2 separate regions of the Zeugodacus cucurbitae genome follow, and region 1 is linked to region 2. A link is a contact called in public Hi-C data. All regions are on one chromosome and are shown on one strand. The core of a region is the stretch at or near the end of the contact, and the rest is flanking DNA. Distances in the headings are between cores, read along the strand shown. Region 1 holds the start of LOC105220713. Region 2 holds the start of LOC105213326 (serine/threonine-protein phosphatase 2A regulatory subunit B'' subunit gamma).

Region 1 (5,987 bases), core at 1,445-3,944, 510 kb after region 2:
CGGCGTTATTTGTTTGTTTTTAATATTGCTGCCAACTGATATGATGTGCGGCTTAATGATACCCAAGCGTGGATTTGGTAATTTTACTTCACGATTTTCCTTTTGTGTTGTTGTTTCTGCTGTGGCTAATGGTTTGCAAACACCAATGCGCGGTATGGGCAACTTAGAATCGTGGAGATCTTTGTGTGATGTTTCCAATGCTTTAAACATAGATGTATTACTATGTCCTGAAAATGTTAAATTTACCGTTGGTTGTAAATTAAGACGTTTCACTGCTTTAGATTTTTCCGGATTCGTAGTCGTGGCAGAAGCTTGATAGGTCTTTACTGTTTTTTGTGCAGAAGCTAATACAAAAAAGATTACTCATTTTACATATTTAATTTTTTTTGTTTTCATCAATGACAACTCACCAACACGATCTTTGGAGGCCGAATTTGTGAGCACTTTTGCGCGTTCTGCCTTACGATTTACATGGTCGACTAAATTTTCCATTTTCTCGAAATGCTTTTGATGTATAGCTGCGAAATTTGGTAATTTTGTACGTGCTGGTTTGTTCTTTTGTGGTGTCACACCCATTTTACTCGGAGTTTGAACTGTAAATTGTGAAATATGTTTTCTATTTAACAAGCTAAACAAAAATAATTTATTCTAAAAGACACTTACTTCGAAGTTTTGATTTATTTATCATTGCCTCATCAAAGGACAAAGAACGTTTGCGGCGTTGGGTTATAACTGAAAATTGTTGATTTTTTTTTAGTTTTTAAATTACGCTACAATGAACTCACTTAAACTATTATGTACTTACAGGTTTCAGTAGTTGCCGGCTTTAAGACTGGATTTTTCCTGACACTCTGTACCATACGTACGTCCAAATCTTCCAAAATAGTAGTCGTATTAGCAGGACTGTAAAAAGTGACATTCTTACGTTTCTCTGCTTCTGCGCCTCCAATACACACAGAAAAGGAACGTTTTCGGATGCTACGCAGTACAGCTTCTTTCGGTTCTATTTTGGAAATTTCTATAGTGATAGGTGGTTCCTTGGCCTCACACTTGTCGTCAATGTCATCTTCTATTTCTGTAATATCAGTATTTTTCCTGTATGGTGTTGGCATACGTTTCGCACTCTTCGAGTATCTTTTCGGTGTTGTACCATCACTCAGCGGTGCCGTTACATTTAAACTTTGATCTACACCCTTATCGGTAGTTAAAATTATACGAGGTGCTTTGGGAGGTGGCGAAGTTGAACCTTCATCATCGGAAAATTGTAATGGCTGCATTTCATCTTCTTCGCTAGCATTGAAAGTGTCATCATTGATTGTTACGATTTCGACTTCTGCTTTACACTCTTCTGATTTTTCACATTTCTCAACATTATTGGTAATTTCGTTTATTTCATCTGATTCCTTAATCTTTTCGTCTTGGGATTGGATGGCTTCATTAATTTGCACATGTTCTTTAACTTCGGTAGTATCTTCATTGTCACTAGAATTCTTAAACTCTGATTTATTTTCATCATCGGCAAGTTGCAATGGGTGAATTTCTACTTCTTCATCTGCTTGATTTATCATAATGCAATCACTACTGTTGAAAGTGTCATCTTTAATTGTTTCAATTTGTACTTCTGCTATATATTCAGATTTTTCAGTTTTTTCAACATTAATTTCTGTAATTTCATTATCTGCTTCTTCAATATTTTCGTCTTGTGATTGAGTGACTACATTATTTTGTACATCTTCTTTAACTTCGGTAGTATCTTCATTGTCACTTAAATTCTTCAAATTTGATTTATTTTCATCATCGGGAATTTGCAATGGCTGTATTTCTACTTCATCTTCCTTAATTGTTGCAATATGTACTTCTGCTATATCTTCCGATGTTTCACCATTTTCAACATTAATTTCCGCAATTTCGTTTATATTTTCTGCTAACTTAATATTTTCGTCTTCTGATTCAATGACTACTTTATTTTGCAAATGTTCTTTAACTTCGTTAGTATCTTCATTGTCACTTGAATTCTTCAACTTGGATTTATTCTTATCTCCAACCGTTTTACGGTTTTTCCTTCCTCGCTTTCGTGACACACGACCCACTTTGGCCGGTGTCCATCTCGGTTGTTGCTCTTCCGTATTAGTTTCCTCCTCTTCCTTATCCTTATTAATTTCATCTCCTACCTTTGATACAGATCTTAATTGACGTTTACAACTCACAATGTCTTCATATTCTTGTACGGGTTTAATGCTTTTGCGGCTGCTGCGTCTAGGAGTCTGCAACAATGTATTGTTTCTTCCTACACTAGGCGATTCAAATTGTCTCTCCACATTGTTGTTGGATTTTGGTGTTTGCGGAACTTTATTTTCCTTCGCAGTATCCATTTCTATGTCACTATCGTCTTCTTGGGTTATTATCAGCGGATTGCGACGCGACGACCTCCGGCACTGGCTTTTGGATGAGCCTTCAGCTTTGGATTCCTGTAAAGCTGCAATTAAGAAAACATTTAAACTTTTTCTAGAGCTCATTATTTAACATCGCACTTACAGATACTCATATTATTTTTATATAATTTAAATAAGAGTTTAAAAACTAGAAAGTTATGACTTTTTTAGACGCTTCTTTTCAACTTCAAATTGAAATACAGTTTGTTGCGGATTGTTTGAAAAATTGCTGAATTCATTTTCAATCAGAATTCAGCAACCAATTGGAATTGAAAGAGTTGCCAGCACAACCACAAAGAAATGATTTATTTATTATTAGCCTTTATTACTTTTATTGGCAAATTTCAAAAATTAACTATTAAAAATTTATTATTTTAATACCTTGACTCCACCAGCAATATGGCTTTTCAAAAAAGTATCAACTGAATAAAAATATTGGTTCTTCATTCAATATGAATATTACTACTTAAGCGTTGGCAACTTAGGTTATGTTTTTCTGCTGAATTCATTCCATAAGGTAATTTATTTTACTTGGGCTGCCACTTCGTTTTACCTGGTGCTGTGTGAACTTCTTGTGTTGTCTGAAAATAAATATTGTGTTTTCTGGTAACTCTACAAGTGGTTTAGAAATTAGAACGGCCCAAAAATTGCACATAGTAGTTTTTGGGCAGAGAAATTTCATTTTCATTAATGGAATTACGTGCAAATTATGTGAGGAATATGAATTGGTGTTCTTAATTGGTAATTTAATTAAATTATATGAGTTTTATAACAAATAAAGTTAAGTGGTGAGTGTGTTACAGAATGTGATTAAATTAACATTGTATGCTCGGAAAAGACCTTGAACATAAAGTAAACAAATCTCTGTTAGCATAGATAACAGTACAAAGCAATTTTCCTAATTAACTAAATACATTAGATCAGTGCTATAATGAACATAAATTTGCTAAAATGTGAGAATTAAATAGAACGTGTGCATATAACGTTTGGTGCGAAAAGTATTCACTTAGTGCTAGTAGCAATAGATATATTTTAGATAATTAGAACGATAAGCATCTTGCGTGCGTGATTAGTCATGATTCCCTTGTAAATGCTTTGATTGTATATTTTCAGCAATATTTACAATATACGTAATCTCCAACAACTTTACATCGTGCTGCAATGGGCAAAGATCAAGAGCTGTTGGAGGCAGCACGCATCGGAAATATTGCTGTTGTAGGCAAAATACTTGAGCAGATTTCGAAACGTAACAGTGGGCCATTCTCAAGGTTGGTTAAAATAAACAAACTTTCTTACGCGTATGTGCTTAATATAAAATCAAATTTAATTTTTTTAGTTTTCGGCGTAGCCCATGCATCAATAGTCAAGATGTAAATGGCTATACGCCACTACATCACGCATGTTTAAATGGACACGGTAATATTGTGCGACTGCTATTGATGCAAAATGCTGCGCCCGATATGCCGGATATACGTGGATCAACACCCTTATATTTAGCAGCTTGGGCTGGTCATGATGAGATAGTAAAACAGCTCTTGCTGCACACACCAAAAGCAGCAAATCCAAATGCACAGGTTGGTAGAAACTTTCTTCTAGAGTCAAATTAGCAAATTAAATGCAAAATGAAAATTTGCCTCCACTTTCCAGACTATCGACAATGAGACACCATTGCATTGTGCCGCACAACATGGCCATAATACAGTGCTAGCCATTTTACTTGCCTATGGTGCTGATCCAACTGTGCGCAATAATAGTTTTCAAACTGCATTAGATCTAGCCGCGCAATTCGGCCGATTACAAGCAGTACAAACCTTAATACGCACACATCCTGAATTGTTAGCACCATATCGTTCAACTGGTAGCCGAACGCCTACAACTTCAGCTATTGAATCTACGCCGTACACAATTTCACCTTCAACACATTTATTCACACACACATGCTTGCATTTAGCTAGTCGTAACGGCCATAAAAAAGTAGTGGAAGCACTCTTAGCCGCCGGTGTCGATGTAAACATTATGACTAATTCGGGCACTGCCCTTCACGAGGCTGCACTTTGTGGCAAGAAGGCTGTGGTCAATGTGCTGCTACAAGCTGGTGTTAATCCAAATGCTACCGACGGCTCAGGGCATACAGCACTAGATTTGCTCAAGGATTATCCACCACATGTAACTTACGAAATCGTATGCGCAATAAAAGGTACGTTGTACGATCCGAGCGTATTTTTTATTGTAAAAGAAAAAACAACAAATTTGCTAATTTTTGGTTAGATTTTTATAAAGACGCCTCGAATGGTACACACTTTAAGCCAATAAACGAGCTGAGCGACGGTGACGAGCATGAGCGTAGCGATAGTTCCATCTCGCCAGTGCCAAATCTAGCCTTCGAACGAAGGCAGAACGATGCAAAAGTCAGTGCTATTGCACACAAGGAATTTTTAATGCCAAAGACGTAAGACTGGGAACGAATGAATGGCTCATTTGTGTATTGTAATTCACACACTCAGAATGCTCCATTTGCTGCACCCATTGTCCACGATCATTAATCATAAACGTGACACAGACTTGTCATTAAACAGCTACTCGTATCCTTATCGCTTAAGATGCAACCCAGCACTAGAATCAATATTAGTATGATATTAACTATTGTGATTAGCGAAGCTTTATACTATTATTATTATTATAAATATTATTATTATTTACATACATATACATAATACCTACTTATAACTACCCTATCATGCATATAAATGGAAAGCATTTATTTACAACTAACCAAAGTTCTGTATGTGTCTAGCATTGTAAAAAATATATTATGCATAACTGTTTACCTAAAAATCATCTGCAACTATGCGACTTTTAAATGTACATACATATTTATATACATATTTATTTTGCATCAATCCATTTGCGTTTCTGTGCTTGGTGATTCACACAATTCATACAATCTAATTCACCTGTTGCGTTCACAACAAAAACAACAAACAAATTGGCTTTCTAACAGAAATTTTAGTCATACGTAAGTGCCTGTCGTAAACTTATAGTGTTAAACGCTTCTACAATCAGGACAAATGTGAAATTGTAAATTGTTTACTTTATTATTGTTGTAACATTGCAATTGGAGTTGCCATTTCATCGTCTCTGCTCATCCTGCTAATATTATCTTGTATTTATGCCACGCTGCCACTTGTTGTGCGGCTTACAGTTTCCTCCCGTACGTGGCCAACGTGCCACACACATATATAAATCGTAGTTTTATTTATCTCATATATTCACGAATGAATGTATGTAATGAGTGTAACAAAAGCCGCATTAACACTAATTATGAGATGTTATATATGTAATATTCTCTTGTAGTGTGAAACCAAATAGACTTTCTGTTTCGATGAGTTCTCTCGAGCAGACCTGCAAGCCGCAATCTAACTATTTACCAATGAAACCGATTCTTTGGCAAAACTCCCATACAGACATTGCGCCTGCTTTTTGTCCAGACGGCCGCAATGTTGTGGCTGCCTTTTCAGCAGTAGAGAAACAGCGATCACTGTTTAGTGTTTTCAA
Region 2 (5,762 bases), core at 2,110-4,609:
TGCCAACCATATTTAAGTTACTTTTCGCTTTCAGCGTCGCTTGATTATCCTACTTCAGCAGGTTACAACAAACACGCTCGTGTATTCTTGACTTAAGTGTGTATGAAACAGGTCAACAATAAGCTGGCCAATACGAGTACATGCAGCGTGTTCAATTAAAATTTACGCTTTCATGAAAACACGCACATACACACACAGACAAGCCAATATATGCAACACAAGGATGATACACTTCATGAACACCACACAGCACAAGAATTTCAATATTGATTGTAAAATTTTATTTTATTTTATTTTTCTACTTCATTACAAGTGCCCACACATACACAAGCCACGCAAGCGGTTATGTAAACGTCAAGGTTCATATGCAAGTGTCAGAGAGTGAGGGCGTGAGATAGTGTGAGGGTTCATCTGTATGCGCCTGTGGATATGCAAGAATAAAGCAATATTGCATGCTGCAAGTGTGTTGCTTTCAAGTTTACAAGGGTGAATGCATATATGCGGACCGCATAAGGACTTGCAAAGGAGGCTACACATATGAATATGTTTACAACTGAATACTTGTATAGTTGTTATATATAGACATGTAAAAATAGACCATTTAAGATGGATTTTGTTAATAAAACCATATTTCTTGTTGATTATATAATTTAAAATCTCTTTCTGATCAAACTTAAAGCTTTAAGCTTCGTTTAGTGCTTTGATTTCTTAATTATTGTATGATCTTATAAAGTGCTTCAAGGAGGTGCTCACATCGCTTATAATGTAGATATTATTATGAGTTTAACATTCTTCAAATTTTAAGACACCTTCGAAAGCTTAATACATGTCGTCAATTGTATCCTTAGAGCTTTAAGCTCTCCACCGAAGTGATATGTTCGGCTAACTTAACGCGTAGACACGAAAACGCTGCAGTTGATCTCGTTTGTGAAATCTTGAAACCCATGTTGAAACGCTTACACTAGACTAGTTATCCCTTAGCTTTTTCAGTTAGAAAGCTCTAGTAAAAAATCGTCCAGTTTAAGGACAGATTACTCAGAATAGCAGTCCAATGTGAATACTCTCTGCAGGAGAAGTTTAATTTACGTTTAAATTATATAAGAACTACTATATATACAGAAAAATGATATATTGAAAGTCAGTCAGCTGTCTTGTGAGGAAGTCTGCCACGAACAACAGACATATCTCCTTTTACTGTGAGAAATATAAACACTTCAGTAACTGAACTGTATTCAGTGAAATTCTATTTAAAGCCTTCAGCAACAGACATATTTAAATGGGTTCACTGTACGAGCACTGTCCATATAAGACACCAACAAAAGAATTTATATATCTATATACCTACAACTGCATCCATGCATACATTCGTAGGTGCAGCAATTGCCTTAAATGGCAACAACTACAATAGACCATATAAAATAATCACTTTGTATGTGGCAATTAAAGCAACAACATTAATTTTATTATCACCAGCATAGTGGCTGCATAACTGACCCTAAACCTCAAGAAAGCCAATGTCACATACTAGCAGTAAAACATATATGCATATATGGATATAAACTCTAGACCTTAGAGTTGCATGTCCACTTGCAGCACTTGCATAGTGGCAAATGAGTCAGCCCAGTTGGACACAGTGTCGTAAGCAAACAATAAAATTTGCTGCTGTTCACCATTTTACGGGGTTAAATGCATTAACCGTTGCATATAGACTGACTGTTGTGCAAACATAAAAGCGCTTCAAGCTAACTGCGCAATAGTTGAAAGTTCAAGTTGCAAGTTGGTTAATGGAATATAGCAGTTGCACTTGGATGTGGAAGGCAAAAAAGTAGACACGGCACTGTAGATGAAATTATTATTACATATTATTTGTGTGAGAAAATGAAATTTTAGTTAAACTGAGAAACTTATTTGCGTTTTAGTACAAACTTGTTCAAATTTATACATTCATATATTCATACATATGCATGTATGTATGTGGTAATAAGTGCTAATTGAAATTGATTACAGTTTTGGGAATCTTATTCCATCATTTATGTTGGTTTCTTTCTCAATAAAATTGGTATCGGCTCCAGACAAAGGACATGAGATGTTTTTTTTCTCCAAGCATTGATACATTTTTGGCTTGATTTTGATAATTATACTTTAGCACAATTTAATTGGTGTCCATGTCCACCTAGCCGAATTATAACATTTTATCATTTATATGGATATATTAAATATTCACCGCATATATACTAACACGCACTAATCGATTAGTAACATTATCCACACCTTTTTATGAACCTTCACACATTAATTGAAATACCGCTCATTAATCACTTAAGTACCGTCGTTTAGTCTGGCCTCACCTACAATTTGAAAGCATTTTGAGACTACCAGTAATTAGCAGACAAAGTTACAGACACAATAAGCGCTGTAGGTTATACGCTAACCCTTATCAATTTTGATTAACTAATTTGATTTTCAACAGCTGAAAGACTACACACAGACATGTAAAAAAATTCAATGATTTTGTAATTGATGAACTAAAAATAGAATTTAAATAAAAATATATGAAATTTCTAAAATTCAAATATATTTTGTTTACATATATTACTTGTACATACCTGGTATAGGCCCACATACTCTGGGTATTATTTCTAAGATAGCCGAACAAGACGGGTCTTCGAAACATAACTGGCGCGCTAGAATACAATTGAGTATAGCAGACGCAACTTTTATGTTAGAACCTGTAAATAGAAGAAAATAAAAGTTTAATACTTATGTTACAGAGCATCTCAAGATAAAGTCTAGAAGTAATATGTAATAATCAACAAGCTTATTGGAACATCCTAAAGAACGTTGATCCAATGCTGGCTGTAAACGCACCAAACCCTGTTCAATTGGAGTATTGTTCACTTCATTCTTACTTTATACACTTAATTCATATAATATTATATCACTGTATTATTTTTCATAAAATTTTAAATAAAACAATTTATTAATTACAAATTTGAAGCAACGGGAAGGATGTGAATATTTTACAACTGTCAAAGACACCAGCAGAGAAGAAGAAGAACAAGGCACCATTCACAAATATTGGACAAATATTAAATTTAAATTTTTAACTTTAAGTATAAAAAAGTAATGTCCAGAATATTCGTGAATTGTCTCAGTTCATTTATTTAAAAAAAAAATATTTAATTATCTTTTATTTTATTTATTAATAGGTACCAGTTTCAAATATAAAAAAGCAAATGAATATGTATTTCCATACAAATAATTCTAATAATGCTTTTCATCAGCGTCACCCTGTTAGTCAAGTTGCGAACCATGCGCGCTGTCATTAATATAATTTTTCTGCGCAATACGTCAACTTTTCTGCTGACTGCGACGTCGACAGCAACACTACGACGCCTATCTGACAACCGCGCTAAATCAGCTGTGCACTGGAATATTTATTTACTTTTATTCCGTGATAAAAGTGTATTTTACGTAAAAGTTTCATTTCAAAGTTTAATTTAAAACTGCCAACAACTGTGTATAGAATGGAACTCGATCCAGATATTGTGAAAGAATTTGAAAATCTCGAAGTGTCCACTGAAAAACCAAGTGAAGAGCAATTAAACGAATTCGACGCAGATGCGCCATTGCAGGCAACAGCCAAAACGCTACATCCCACCTATGCGACAATACCGAAATTTTTTCATGCGCCACCGCCTGCAAACAATGCACTGCGACAAAATCTGCGCAAAGAAGCGCATTCGCTCTTTCTACAGAAGCGTTCACAAGAATTGCTGGATAATGATGAGCTCGGCGCTTTGTGGACTTTGTTGGAGAAACATTGTACGCAGGTAACGCCTGTGGGACAACAACTCATCAGTTATGATGACTACCAAAAGTTGCTGGAGGCGGTGAGCACAAAATGTCGCAAATATTTGACGGCACGTCTGTATGCCAAATTGCAGTGCCATTCCATGTATCCAGGTGAGTACTCGCGCAAGCCGTTTGTGTGTGTATGCGGTATTTCGACAAAATTTAATATGCAATTTTGCAGGTAAAGTGGAAATCGTTTCCATCTTCAACTATACCATGCGTAAAGTGTGGCTAACACAGGGACGCATAGGCCTATCGCTCTACGATGAGATCGGTCAAGGCTATCTGCGTGAAATTGATATGGAGAACTATATTATTGACATCATACCAACATTAACACAGATCAGCAGTTGCGTGCAACCGTCCTTTCAAAGTTTCTACGTCTGCACGGTAGTGAAAAAGTTTTTCTTCTTTCTCGATCCCTTACATACGGGCCGCATACGCATACGTGATATACTCGCGTCGGGTTTGCTCACCGAATTGCTCGAACTGCGCGATGAGGAAACGCCAAAAGAGTCGCAAGAGCAAAACTGGTTTTCTATGCCGTCGGTACTGACGGTCTATGGCAACTACTTAAATTTAGATAAAGACCACAATGGCATGCTGAGCAAACAGGAGCTGGCCGGTTACGGCTCCGGCACATTGACTTCAGTCTTTTTGGATCGCGTTTTCGATGAATGCCGCACTTTTGATGGCGAAATGGATTATAAAACTTTTCTCGATTTTGTTTTGGCCCTGGATAACAGGCATGAGCCACAATCGTTGCATTATCTCTTTCGCATACTGGATGTGCAGCATAAGGGCTATTTGACAGCGCAGACGCTGCACTATTTCTTCAAAGGCATACAAGAACAAATTAATGCGGTCAATGCGGAGGCGGTGAATTTCGAAGATTTGAAAGACGAAATATTCGATATGGTCAAGTCTAAGGACCCATACAAAATTACGCTGCAGGATTTAATCAATTGGTACGTAGTGTGTGTGTGTGTGTAACTACTTAAATGGAATAGCACTCAAGTCTGCACAGCAGCACAATAACCGTGCTTATTAATTAAACTCAAGTGCTCCATATATTAATTCATTGTCCTTGCAGTGGTCAAGCAGAAACGGTTGTCTCCATTCTCATCGAATTCCACAAATTCTGGGCATACGAAAATCGTGAGGATGGCTCACATAATGTTTAATCGAAACTTAATTATAAGCCAAGAAAATTATGCAGTTCGAGCATAGTTTAGGGCGTTGCAGACAGCAGTCAGTTGACCAGCAAAGCAATCAATAGCAGCAGCCAATTGTGCCGCGCTGCAACAATAAGACTTTGAATATGTAATGTGCTGCCATTATTAGGATATTCACTATGCAAGTTAGAAGTAATGAAAAGGTGTAGGTGCGACGTTTAACTCTTTAAGTGCATTTAGCTTATGTTTACAAAAACAACAACAATCAATGAACATTCCAACAGAACGATACGCAGTAATTATTTAAATGTAAGTATATGTGTTTGTATGTAGTTTTGTTATTATTGCAGTGGCGACGACGACGACGAAGGCCGGCTTATGAGCATGAAGTCTATACGGCATTATCGAAATAGCGATACAAATATTTTTTTTTCATACGAGTAAAATTAAAAACAATATTATTTTTTTGTCTATTAAGTAGCTTATATATTTTAACTTGTTTCGTAGTACTTAAGTGCATGTCTCTTACAAATTCATGTATATCGGTAACACTTGTCTTTTAGCCGCCTAAGTAATATGTTAATTTAAAAAATGTTATACGATTAATGCATAAGTATTAAACTTTTAGTGCAAATTTTAAATTAATTGTAAATAATTATTAAACACATTACATTTTAAATATACACAAAATATTAAAAATATATTATTTTTTCTGTCAAAAGAAAAATACAG

Evidence for each region. Hi-C and Micro-C count contacts between places; a contact is called where the count stands out from the background.
Region 1: a Hi-C map of whole body shows a contact between it and region 2, with 3 times the contacts expected there. The contact joins the promoter of LOC105220713 here to the promoter of LOC105213326 in region 2. A contact is called at or near these places in 2 of 2 Hi-C or Micro-C datasets (both in whole body).

What each region holds. Positions count from the first base shown.
Region 1 is chr2:79,486,325-79,492,311 of idZeuCucr1.2, forward strand. It overlaps LOC105220713, which reads right to left and starts at 2,695. Exons shown (of 5, transcript XM_011197178.3): 1 at 2,536-2,695; 2 at 806-2,476; 3 at 664-732; 4 at 411-593; 5 at 1-344. The coding sequence starts at 2,545. LOC105220712 (ankyrin repeat and SAM domain-containing protein 1A) reads left to right here and starts at 3,014. Exons shown (of 12, transcript XM_029044752.2): 1 at 3,014-3,173; 2 at 3,546-3,700; 3 at 3,769-4,006; 4 at 4,080-4,629; 5 at 4,713-4,881; 6 at 5,787-5,987. The coding sequence starts at 3,594.
Region 2 is chr2:78,979,035-78,984,796 of idZeuCucr1.2, forward strand. LOC105213326 (serine/threonine-protein phosphatase 2A regulatory subunit B'' subunit gamma) reads left to right here and starts at 3,360. Exons shown (of 4, transcript XR_851772.3): 1 at 3,360-3,966; 2 at 4,037-4,823; 3 at 4,949-5,325; 4 at 5,381-5,432. It overlaps LOC105213327, which reads right to left. Exons shown (of 20, transcript XM_029041040.2): 3 at 2,607-2,729.